Regions from separate parts of the Mus musculus genome. Here region 2 is linked to region 1. Evidence: chromatin contacts called from public Hi-C data. All regions are on one chromosome and are shown on one strand. Each heading gives the region's core, a stretch centred on a gene start, on an enhancer-like site or on the middle of the called end of the contact. The rest is flanking DNA. Distances are from core to core; before and after follow the strand shown. Region 1 has its middle 36 kb from the start of A330074K22Rik. Region 2 has its middle 65 kb from the start of Gm51556.

Region 1 (5,976 bases), core at 820-3,319:
TCAAACTGAGCCCCAGCAGATGCCAGCATGGGTGTCAGGTGGGAATCACACATAAGCACCCTGGAGGGGCTCTCGTGAAAATCTTCAGAGGCTGTGAAACCATCGGGATTGCTTGGGGGGCCTGGGTGTGTGTGTGGGGGTATGCTTCCTCCTGGCCACACTCAGCCCAGGGTCCCCAAATACCCTCCAGGGCACCAAGCTTCTTTCACAGATGTAACCCTGAGGCCCCGGAGCAGGGCAGGGTCCGTGTAGTAAGCGGCAGGGTACAGTCCCAAGAGCATGAGAATGCTGTCACTTGGATGCCAGAGAACAAAGAGGCCATGGCACCAGAGGATCTTCCCTGTCACCATGATGTGACCTAAGAGCAGGAACAAGAAATGCGGATACAGCCCAGACCTCTGTAGACTGTGAGCAGCCATGAACCAGGGTGGTCTATGCGTCCCTCTCCTACCCTCCCCAGGCTGGCCCGGCTCGTCCACGGTGAAGCTGTGGGAAGGTGGCTGAGTTGGAAACTCTGTTTCCAGCCTCTCCACCCAGAGGCAGAAAGATACCCAGCTCCAAGAGGACCTGATGAGGCTCTGGCCTCCTGCCCAAGTCGAGACTGTGCTGGGGGAATTCCATGTAGTATCCCACCTTGCCTGGGGAGCTGGGGTAAAGAGACAGCTGCTATTGATAACCTCATCGTATTTAGGAACTGTGGCAAAAGAGACAGTAAGGCAAACCAAGGCTGGCCTCCCTGGACTGTAAGCGAGTGCTGCTTGGGCTTGAGAGCCGAGCTGGGCAGACAGAGGCACTGGGCTTGAGAGCCATTGCCTGGCTCATCCTGGGAAAGAGGAAAGGGGGTGCCATGGCTTACCATGTTCACGATGTATGTGTACGAGACACATGTCTCTTTGTGAGCTGGAAATCCCTGGCTTTACATGTGAGAGGTGTATGTGCATGCATGTTGGTGTGTGCAAGTGGAGAATGGAGGTGTGCGTGAGAAGCAGGTCTGGTGTGTGTGGAGGTGAGTAGTGCAGGCATATGAAGGGTGTATGTGTATGTATGTGAGTATGTGTGTGTATATGTGTGTGTATGTGAGTATGTATGTGTATGTGGGTATGTATGAATGTGTATATGTATGTGAGTGTATATGTATATGTGAGTATATATGTATGTGAGTGTATATGTGTGTGTATGTGAGTATATATGTGTGTATGTGTATATGTGTATGTGAGTGTATATGTGTGTTTGTGAGTGTGTGTATGTGAGTGTATGTGTGTGTGTGTATGAAAGAGTGTGTGTGTGTGTGAAAGAGTGAGTGTGTATGTGAGTATGTGTGTATGTGAGTGTATATGTGTTTGTGAGTATGTATATGTGAGTGTATGTGTGTGAGTATGAAAGACTGTGTGTGTGCATGAAAGAGTGAGTGTGTGTGTGTCTTTCTGGAGCAGCTGACCTCCCCAGTGAGCCAGCTGCACAGTGGGTTCCTCCCATAACACAGGCCACCCCGCCCCCAGCCAAGGAGGACAGCTGCAGAGGGTGACCTGTGACCAGAAGGCCACTTCCCTGGCCTCCCTGCCTTTGGGCGGGCCAGGCCACTTGACCCAGAGGCTGGCTCCAGGATTTTATAGCTGGGGGCCTGGTTTTCCCAGCCACAGGCGTCTCAGAGAGGGGACGGGCCCAAATGCCACAAAGGCTTGGCTGTTCTCCCATGAGCCTTGCTGGGTGGGGGGAGGGGCCTCTGGGGGAGCAGGAGGGTGGGGGCAGGGTGTGAGGAAGCTGGAGAAAGTGGGGAACAGGAGGATGATTCTGGAAAGTTCCTGAGACAGGGAGGGGTGGGGGGGAGCAGTAGGGGGATATGGAGACAGACACCCAGACTCACACCAGGAGGGGCAGAGAGTGGAGGTTAGTGAGCAGGGGAGTGGTGGGGAATGGGGGGGAATGAGGGAGGGGGGAGACAGACCCAGCAAGACAGAGACAAAGGGGCCAACCCTGGAGAAGGCCCTCGAAGGCCTCCCTGTGTGTGGCAGGGCTGAAGTTCATACAGGGAGGGAAGAGGTGGGTTGCCGACCAAAGTCATTGAAAAATTTTTGGCTCAGCTGCCTGAGGCTCCTGGCCGAGGGCCCGGTTCTGAGCTGAACTTAAACAAACCCCACCACTGCCATCTGCTTGATTTTAAAATAAATCAAACAGTCTGTGCGCCGCGCTGATCGGGTTTCCATCTGCGCGGCCGCCCGCTCGCCGGCCTGGAGCTGCGCTTGCCTCTCCCAGCCAAAGCTCCTGGCAACATGTGGCGGGTGATTCCTCCAGGAGGGGACACCGACCCCCCGCCAGCCCCGTGGCTCCAACTGAAACCCAGCACTATTTTTACAACCACCCACGGCTGAGGGGACCAGAGCGGCTCCGCCACTGCGGTTTCTGGTTGGTGGCGGTGGCAGGGGATTCCCCTCCCTTGTTTGGTGGACAGAGGGTACTTGGAGGGTTCAGGGCAGGAGCATTCCACACCAGCTGTGATGACACGGGACACCAGGTGGGACAGCTGCAGCCTGCTGGGGTGGGGACAAAACAGTGGAGGGTACACCTGAAATATCTTAATGTAGTTCCTCCCCCAGGCTGGGCCATCCTGGAAAATATTGATACCTGCCCCTCCCTTAAAGTTCACGTTACCCATGGGGTCAAGAAACCAGAACAGAAACTAAGAAATGCAACTCTGAGCCTTAGGCAAGTCATCTGTAAAGTGGGTACAAGCACGGACACTGCCCATGTCCTGCAAAGGCAGGAACCTAGGGATAAAATGCCCGAGGGAAAGACAGAGCCACAGGAGCGGGGTCTGGTGAGCTAACATGGGAAGTGTAAGGACTATTCACAGACCATAAACCGTTAGGAGACATAGAGTCATTAGAGATGGGAGCAGGGGCCATGAGTTCGTGCATGCCAGCTCCAGAGGGGTTCAGAATAAGAAAGAGTAAGGTGCTCACAGGTGGCTGGACAGTGGGGTCAAGGACAGCAATCTGATGCTGTGAGCCCATCTGAGCCCAAATCTACCCAAATTATTTTCAACTTAGCCAAAGCTTCAAAAAAAAAAATTTTTTTTCTTTTAAAGATAATGGTCTCACGTAGCCCAGGCTGGATTTGAACTTGTTATGCACCCACGGCTGACCTTGAACTATTGCTCCTCCGGTTTCTGGGGTGCTGAGGGTGGAACCAGGGCTTCGTGCATTCCAGCCTGAGCTGCTTGCATTGATTTTTTTTTTTAAGTCCTCAAAGGACTTGAGAATACATAGAATACAGAGTTTCACAGGTTGTTTGGTTGTTATAAAAACACGCAGAGGGTGTCTACCAGGAGCTGGAAGTTGTGACATGTACAAAAGGCACACTGGCCATGATGGGGCAGGAAGCTGGAGGGGGACCCAGAAGGGCAGGGCATTGCACGGAGAAAGCAGTCCCAGGGGCTCCCCGAGACGGCATTGTGTCCTTGAGCCGAGGCTGGCACTCCGTACGTTACCACAAACCTGAGCTTGGAAGAGGAGTCACTGCCTCCCATGTGAGCCCACAAAACTGGAGCATCAACAAAGGAACAAGAGGGAACACCTGTGCTGGGCTACCTGGGACACACAGCTGGGGTGTGACCTCTGTGCTCCAGTCCCCAAGCCTCGGATTCACGGTGGAGACTCTGGGGAAGAAAGACTCCCACACTAGCCATTCAGAGGCATCCCAGGGACTTGGGAGCTTGCGTATGGTCCCTCCTGAATCTGTACGCCTCACCGGCCTCTCCACCCCTCTCAGAGTGTTAGCAGCCATGGAAAGGACACTCATTAAACACAGAAAAAGCCCTGAGATGCCTCTGGAGAGGTGTGCCCAGGGTCACCTCCAATGCTGAAGGATCCATGTCATCGTAATGAACCTCACTCCCACCAATAAGCCAGGCAAGGTATCTGTGCACTGCTCCAACAGACTTGTCTCGGTGCCTGCACAAGGTCCTGGTGGGGAGACACGTGGGCACAAAGCAGCCCCAGTCTTTCACAGACCCCTGACATGTACACAGGGCAGGTCTGGAGGCTGAGCTCCCAGGGATGGCCAGTACCTTCCTCCTAGAGGTACTTGTGCTGTGGGCAAGTCACACTCATCCCAGACCTGGGACCTTGGTCGGACTCACAGAGCCAGGGTACCACGCACCAAGGATCTCCCAGCATAATCCAGGATCTCCCAGCATAATCCAGGATCTCCCAGCATAATCCAAGGATCTCCCAGCATAATTCAGGATCTCCCAGCATAATCCAGGATCTCCCAGCATAATCCAGGATCTCCCAGCATAATCCAGGATCTCCCAGCATAATCCAGGACCACCAACCGAGTGATGAGGCTTCAGACTGAGGGTTTCTCGTGGGCACCAATCAGCTTCGCACACTTCCGGCCCAAAGGTTACCTAGAAATGAGAGGGTTCTGGGTCCCTACCTCCACCCTTGTCCCACTAATTACAGATAGATTAGCCAAGAGCTGATCGAGATGACAAGCTCAGGGCCCTTTATACCTTCTGTCTGGGGACACTGAGGGGCAGAGAAGAGTCTCATCGTCGATTGCAATGATCCCAGGACCAAACAGGGGTCACACAGGACCCCACAGCAGGGCCACGCTGTCACCCCCGTGCTCCTATCAAACTTCCTTCCCTCCAACATGAACTGCTGTCTCGGTTCCCAAAAACATGGAAAGGAGATGTACAGCTTAGGGAAACAGAGAGAAAATGGGCAGGAAACTGGGGCTCTCCAGCAGGCTGGAGGCTTCCCAGACGGGCTGGGGCTTTCGGGTATTGGCTCTTCCCAGGATCTAGAAACCACAGTTTGGTCAGAGAAGCCTCCACACCGGCTGTGTGCCCACAGAAAGGAAGCATGACCTCTCTGTGCCTCAGTTTCTCATTCGTGCCATGGGAAGAAGAACAGAAACCTCCTCTGGGGTTGGGGGGAGTTTGCAGGGGGGCCATGTATGTGTCCAACTTGCAGGAGACTAACTAGTTTGTACTTGTTGACTGTCTAATGAACAATGTTCTAACTTGCAACTTCAGCAGAGCAGAGCCCCTGTAGGGATGGGGGTTGTATATATGGAAAAAATGAGAAGAGCTGGGGTTCCTGATGTCTCGAGGGTGGCAGGGAACAAGCAGGCGCTTCCAGGGACCAGGGTCTGTGGTGCTGTCTCCAGTTTCTGGTTGACTCTTGGGCTCACAGGCTGACTTCCTGTGCATCTCTGGTCTCTAGGCAATCCCGACCCCTCCCCAGCAACCCTATACCAGGAGACTCTAGCAGGCCAAACCCCAGTGACCAAGGCGCTGAGCCCTATGTCTGAGTCATAGCCAGCAGCAGCAGCCGGCTCTCGTTCTCCAACAGAACTGACAGGATTGGTGATGGGGGACGGTGGGGTGGTGGCCTCAGGCGGAGGGGATTTATGGGGGGGCGGGTGCAAGGGTAGCGGCAGGAGTGAAGAGTGTCCAGCTAGCCTTCCTGAGCCAATTCAGCATGAACGGTCAACAGTAACAGACATGGGATGTCTGCTCCAGGGGGCCAGGGACAGAGTGCAACATGGAACAGGTGTTTGTTGTGTGAATTACAAAAAAAAAAAGCAAACAACAACAGTCATTCTTTGTGTCTGACTGGCTCTCCTGCAACCCTGCAGGGTGGAGACCATTTTGTAAACATTTTACAGTTGAGGCGTGGAACAGCCGAATGTCTTGACTGAGGACATGGTGTTTCAGAGCGGAGGGGCAGAGACCTGACCCCTGGGATGACAGAACTGAAATAATAACCACCCGGCTTGCTGAGAAACCCGTGCCTGTGGACTGCTCGCCTGCAGCAGGGGCCATTGTGGCTTCTGCACGCGCACCAAGGCTCCTGCAGTCGCCGGCTCTTTCCTCCGTGCCATTTTAGACCTCTACCTATCCACTTCCCATGAGGGAAGTGTGGAAAGGAGAGAAGAACGTGGAGGGGAGGGGAGGAGAAGTGGGGG
Region 2 (5,248 bases), core at 638-3,137, 160 kb before region 1:
CTTGAACACACGCTTGCACACACACATGTGTGTTGTACACACATACGTGTGCACACATATGCACGCACACTTGCACACATTCATGGGTGTGTGCGCACACACACTCACACACCTGCACAGGGCAGCGCAGACAGCTGAGGAGAGACCACAGGATTAACCAACTATACCAGGCAGCCAAGCAGGCAGTTTCCCTGGTCTGCATCTGAGGCCCTGTGACCATTCTGCCCACCTACCCTGGGGAGACTGAGGCTTTGAGCCACCGTGTGACCAGGCCAAGGTCACACAGCTGGTGAGGGGCCTTACGGGACTGCCAAGGCTTCTCTCTACCAGCCGGGAACAGGGAGGAAAGACAGCCAGAGGGCCCAGGCAGAGGGAAGTGGGTGAACAAACCGGAAACAGGAGGCGAGTTTTGGAGGCTTGCCTGGCTCAGAGAAAAGGCCTCCCTGGAAGTAAGAGCTGCCGCCCGCCCCCACCTCTGCTGCTGGGGGAGCCCTGGAAATCGCCTAAGCCGACATCTGATGGCCCGGATTTGTCCTTAAGCTCTTTTTACCCACTGGACTATAATCAACTGCTCGGGGCCTCTCCACAAATGCCTCCCTCTGAGTTCCCAAAAGGCAGAAAGCTTTCAAAGCTGCAGTTTAAACAGGCCGTGAGTGCATGCAGAGAGGAGACCAGGCACGGCGGCCCAGGCAGAGGACGGTCTTCTCCCTTCCCACACCGACCCACCCGGAAGGAAGAAACCAGTAGGAGAGGCAGGACCCCAACTCTAAGCATAAGGAGCTGTCCTGGGACCATCAACCATCCCTGCTCTTGTCACTAGAGAGCTCCAGAGTGACTCCTGTGACCATCAGGCCTCTTGGATGGGGCACCTCAGTGGTCCTGACTGCCCACCCTCATTTGCAGCACTGCCCGCAGGCCTCCCTTGGTGTGTCACTCAGCCCTCCGAGGTACAGACAGGGTTTGCTTTGTGACTCTCCCCACATGACTCGGGGTGACTGGTGCTATAGAGCTCTGCAGAAGAAAGAGCTACAGCAAGTGCTGGTGAGAAACCGGGCAGAGGCCAGAGATCTCTCTCCCACTCCCTATCGGCACAACCAAGGCCACCTGCAGCTCTGCCTGTTGGATCTCAGCCTGCTGCTTCATCCCTGCTACAAGAGGGCTAGGGGTTGACCCTTATCCCTAGGTTGCTAATGGTCAGGCCACTGCAGAGCCCTGGCCTCCAGCCTGGCAGGTGTCAGGTGACCTCCCCAGCCTTTTCCACAGGCACGGGAGGACCACAGGCTCAGGAGGACCACAGGCCACAGATGGAGACTTATCAGTTCAAAACAAATGGATGGCTGCTTTTCTGAGTAACAGGCTGAGGATCAGGGTGTGTGTGGAAGCATACTTGGCCTGGAGGAGGTGTGCCAAATGGGGGAGATGGGAGGGCTGCCTAAGTCTCCATCCTCCTCTCCCAAGGGGAACACACTTACTGAGACCCTGGAGCAGAGACAACCATGTCTTCATGTGCAGTATGCTACACTGCCCCTTCTGGGATACACAGACTCTGAGGTGCTTCCAGACAGTGAGTGGCAGGTGATTTGGAGTTAGCTAGTATGTAGTGTCCTGTGGCTCTCTAGAGATGGGGGGCGGGGGAGGGAGGAGAGCAGCATTGAGATCCCTGAGTATGTGTGGTGGCATCACAGGACAGCAGAGGGTGTCAGCCTGGGAGCCTCTGGGCTCCTCCCCCCTCCCTCCAGTTCCATCTCGGTCACCCCCGAGGCACCCTGCCCACCCTACCCTGTGCACTTGATAATGCTTGTCAAGACTGCTGAGCAGTCCTGACCTCTCCCCCACCACTGCTAATTAAGGTTCCGCAGTGACAGTTCAACTGCGGAGCATCAAGCTGGCGGCTCCAAAGCCTCTAATTGGGGCTGCTTTTCATTCTAAGCCTGCGGGCTGGGGCTCTCCAGACCTGGGCCCTGGCTCATTTTCCTTTTGTGTTTTCCATCTGAGATGAGGGGGGAGTGGGAGGAGGAGGGAGAGAGAGAGAGAGGAGGGAGGGAGGGAGGGAGAAAACAGGGCCAGGTGGGGCCTTTCCCTGATCCCTTTCTCTGCCCCCACTGAGCTCCTGGCCTAGGGCTGAGCCCTGCCTGGGGGCAGCTGCCTGGATGTCTCCCCCCACCCCCCAGCCCCAGGCTTCTAGGACCCTGGTGTTTGTATGTGTGTGGCCTGAGTGACAGCTGCCCCCACAGAACGGTCTCCTCCCTGGGGCTGCAATGTCTCGCTCCAGGCTCCCACTGGGGCCATGCTGGCTCCCCCTTCCCACCTAATGTTGATGATATGCCAAGCAGGCTCTCCAGGGCTCTCCAACTGCCTTCCTCCTCCCACCCACTAAATCACTGTGGCCTAAAGCCTGAGAGCTGGCTGGGTGGGAGGAGGGAGAGCTCCCTCTCTCCAGAGCTGCCAGGAGCAAAGGCAGTAATGTTACCTGGGGGAGGGGGAGCCAGGAGGAGGTGCGTGGACTTCAGCAGGTGGTGGAGGGGCAAGAGCCACAGGGCCACAGCAGCATCTAAGGGCTATCCTGGGATCCACTGCAGGGGACGGTGATTCCCACTAAGGCAGATTTTTGCTTGCATACACAGTCTCTCCAACTCCACCCCTACCTCCAAAGAGGCCACATAGGGCTCACACTGGATCCAAAGGCTCCCATGCCTGGCGGAATCCACACCACCACACTACCAGGGGTCTCCATCTCAAAAAGTCGAAAGGCTGTAGGGGATTTCAGTGGGGGGGAGAAATATATCTTACAGGGCATCTTCTGCCAACAAAGCCTGCAGCTTTAACTCAGCACTGGGGGACAGAATGCTTCTGGCATCCAGAAAGGCTCCTGCAACAAGGAATCAGACCCTGGGACAGCAGTGGTCTTGAGATCAAGACGCCAGGGAAAGCCAGCTTCCCAGAGGCACAGGACCTGGTAGAGCAGTGTTCTGCTGAGGCTGGCTCTGTCTCAAAGCAAAAACACCCTCAGGCTTGTGTGGGTGTATGGGTCCTGGGTGTCTGGCCCTCACACAGGCTCCTCCCCGCCTTGGACTGTCAGGCTGGGGCAGCGATGCTTCCTCCTGAGCTGGGGTCTCAGCTGCCCACTTTCCTGCTGGGTGGCCCTCCCTGGTCTCCTGACTTTATTCCCTGCCAGTCATGGGTACGGAGGCACTCCGAGGCCCTGGTCCCTGAACATCAGCAGGCAGGCTGGGCAGCTTTCCTCGGAAGTCCTTCCCCCCACTGCACCCCCTGACACACACACACATACACACACACACACACACACACCCCTCACCAAATGCTATGCATTGGGCTATCCTGTCACTCAGCCCTCGAGGACAAGGTGTGTTTATTATTCTCTGCAGTCAGCCAATGTGAGGACATCAGACATCAGAGTCCCTGGAAGCTGGACCTGGGCTTCCCTGGAGGGTCTCATGGGCACCTGGAGCTGTACACTATTACAAGGAGTAGGGACACAGGTGTCCTTAGGTGGACACTGGCCTAGTCATTGGTATCTCAGCCAGTAACTTATCTGGGTGAGGGCTAGAGACTGGGGTTAGCAGAGAGAAGATCCCCTCCCCCCCACCATGGGTCAGCAGGCCCTCAGAACTTGAGGGAAGGTGTGACGGTGGGAACCTCAAAAGGCAGCGCCTGATCTCTCCAGACTGCATGAGCAGGCCCACAGCTTGTGTGTTAAGTTCCCTGGAGCCCACTGGGAACGTTTGACTGCAACCGGGTGTCAAGGACAGTTGTCTAAGTTGCTAGTCACTCAAGAGCACCTGGATGTGAGGATCGACTTCTAGGCATTTATCAACAGGCATGGTTAAGGCAGGGCTCGGCCTGCAGGAAGGGGCGCGTTCTTCTAGTAACCACAGGGGACCTACACAAGCTATTGTTGCTGCTGGCTCTGCTAGGGAAGATCTGGTGTGCCCTGAATCAAACTCTTGGCTCCAAAGCCTTATGCTGGGAAAAGCCCCCCTTTCTATTCCCAGCTCAGACTTAGCCCTGCAAGCCTCAGGAAGAGAAAATGACAGACAGTCCTCAGTTCTATGAAGCAGAGGAGACAGTGTTCAGGGCAAGTGAGCCAGGAACGCATCCTAGCTTCCATCTGGACCCTGAGGCCATGTTTCAGGGTGAGTACCACTGGGTAGCTACAGATATCGGTCTACAGCGTTCCAGGGCCAGCAGGAAGGCTCAGGGTTCTCAGGCTTTGGCTGGGGTGATTTTATTGATCACATACACAGGGGTCCAGCCTATAGGGAGCCCCAACATCTCCATAAGAGCCGTGCAAGTCCAAATGCTAGGCTCAGCCTGCCTAGAGGCAGCTTGTGAATTGGCATTTCCAACCATTCCTGGGCATGGTGGCTGTCAGCTGGGACTCTGCCTGGGGAACAGAAACTTTGAGATCCCAGCCACAATGTGACCTTTGCTCTCCTGAGTGCCCTGATATTGGGGGGCAGAGCCTGACCCCCCCTAAAGCTCTCACACATGCACTTGTTGGGGGGGGGTGCTGGCTCATTTGCCTCCCATTTCCCTGCAGAGGTGGGGGGCAGCACTCAGTCCCTGCTGCCTGACTCCTCAGGGTCTCCATAGGTTCATGGCCTTCACTCCAGAGTGTCTTCACAGAGGCATGGCTCTGTCGCCGTCGCCTCTGCTCCACTTGAGTACTACCCCTTGAGCACAGAACCCTGCCTCTTCACGATGACCCCCAGATCAAGCAGGGAAGCACAGCGGTACTTCTAGATTTGGGGTTCCAGAGATGGCTGGTCCACTTCCACTGCCTAAGCCCCTGAACTCCAAAGGCCATGTCAGCAGGGGCTAGAGGGAAACCCAGGGCAGATGGGGGTTTAGAGAGGCAAGGGAGGAGTCCCACTCTGTGCCTCGGTTTCCTCAAAATGCATAGGGTCTGACAGAGGTGAGCAGGAGACTTTGGGTATGAAGAGGCAGTGTGCAGAAAGGGCACAGGGAGGGTTCACTGAGCAGTCTAAATGGATGCTTACTGGCTGCCATTGGTGAACAAGATGGTGGCCCACCTGAGGTCACCTCACCCATGGTCTCCGGGTTCCCACAGGGCCATGCTGTTGCTTGATGCCTGTAGGGATGGGGGAGAACTGCTCGGTCTCACCCCTGCAATGTGGAGACCTGGCTCCTGTGCACCATGGGAATAGAGTGAGTGCTGTGCGTGGCCTTCAGATCAACGGCCCAGCCTTGCCCTACTTGCAAGCAT

What was found. A called contact is a pair of places that touch in the nucleus more often than the background predicts.
Region 2: a contact with region 1 is called in a Hi-C map of cerebral cortex, with 2.5 times the contacts expected there. The contact joins two enhancer-like sites. A contact is called at or near these places in 2 of 484 Hi-C or Micro-C datasets (cerebral cortex and liver).

What each region holds. Positions count from the first base shown.
Region 1 is chr8:120,261,269-120,267,244 of GRCm38.p6, reverse strand. It overlaps a transcript of Gse1 not described here. Among named protein-coding and RNA genes, the nearest start is that of A330074K22Rik, 36 kb to the right of the region's middle. Within about 2 kb of position 2,069, at least 133 of the 459 cell types and tissues checked have an H3K27ac peak or open chromatin away from gene starts, as enhancers often do. A contact at or near this core is called in cerebral cortex, where this site is marked.
Region 2 is chr8:120,422,395-120,427,642 of GRCm38.p6, reverse strand. It overlaps a transcript of Gse1 not described here. Among named protein-coding and RNA genes, the nearest start is that of Gm51556, 65 kb to the left of the region's middle. RefSeq lists an enhancer at 338-3,735. Within about 2 kb of position 1,887, at least 104 of the 459 cell types and tissues checked have an H3K27ac peak or open chromatin away from gene starts, as enhancers often do. A contact at or near this core is called in cerebral cortex, where this site is marked.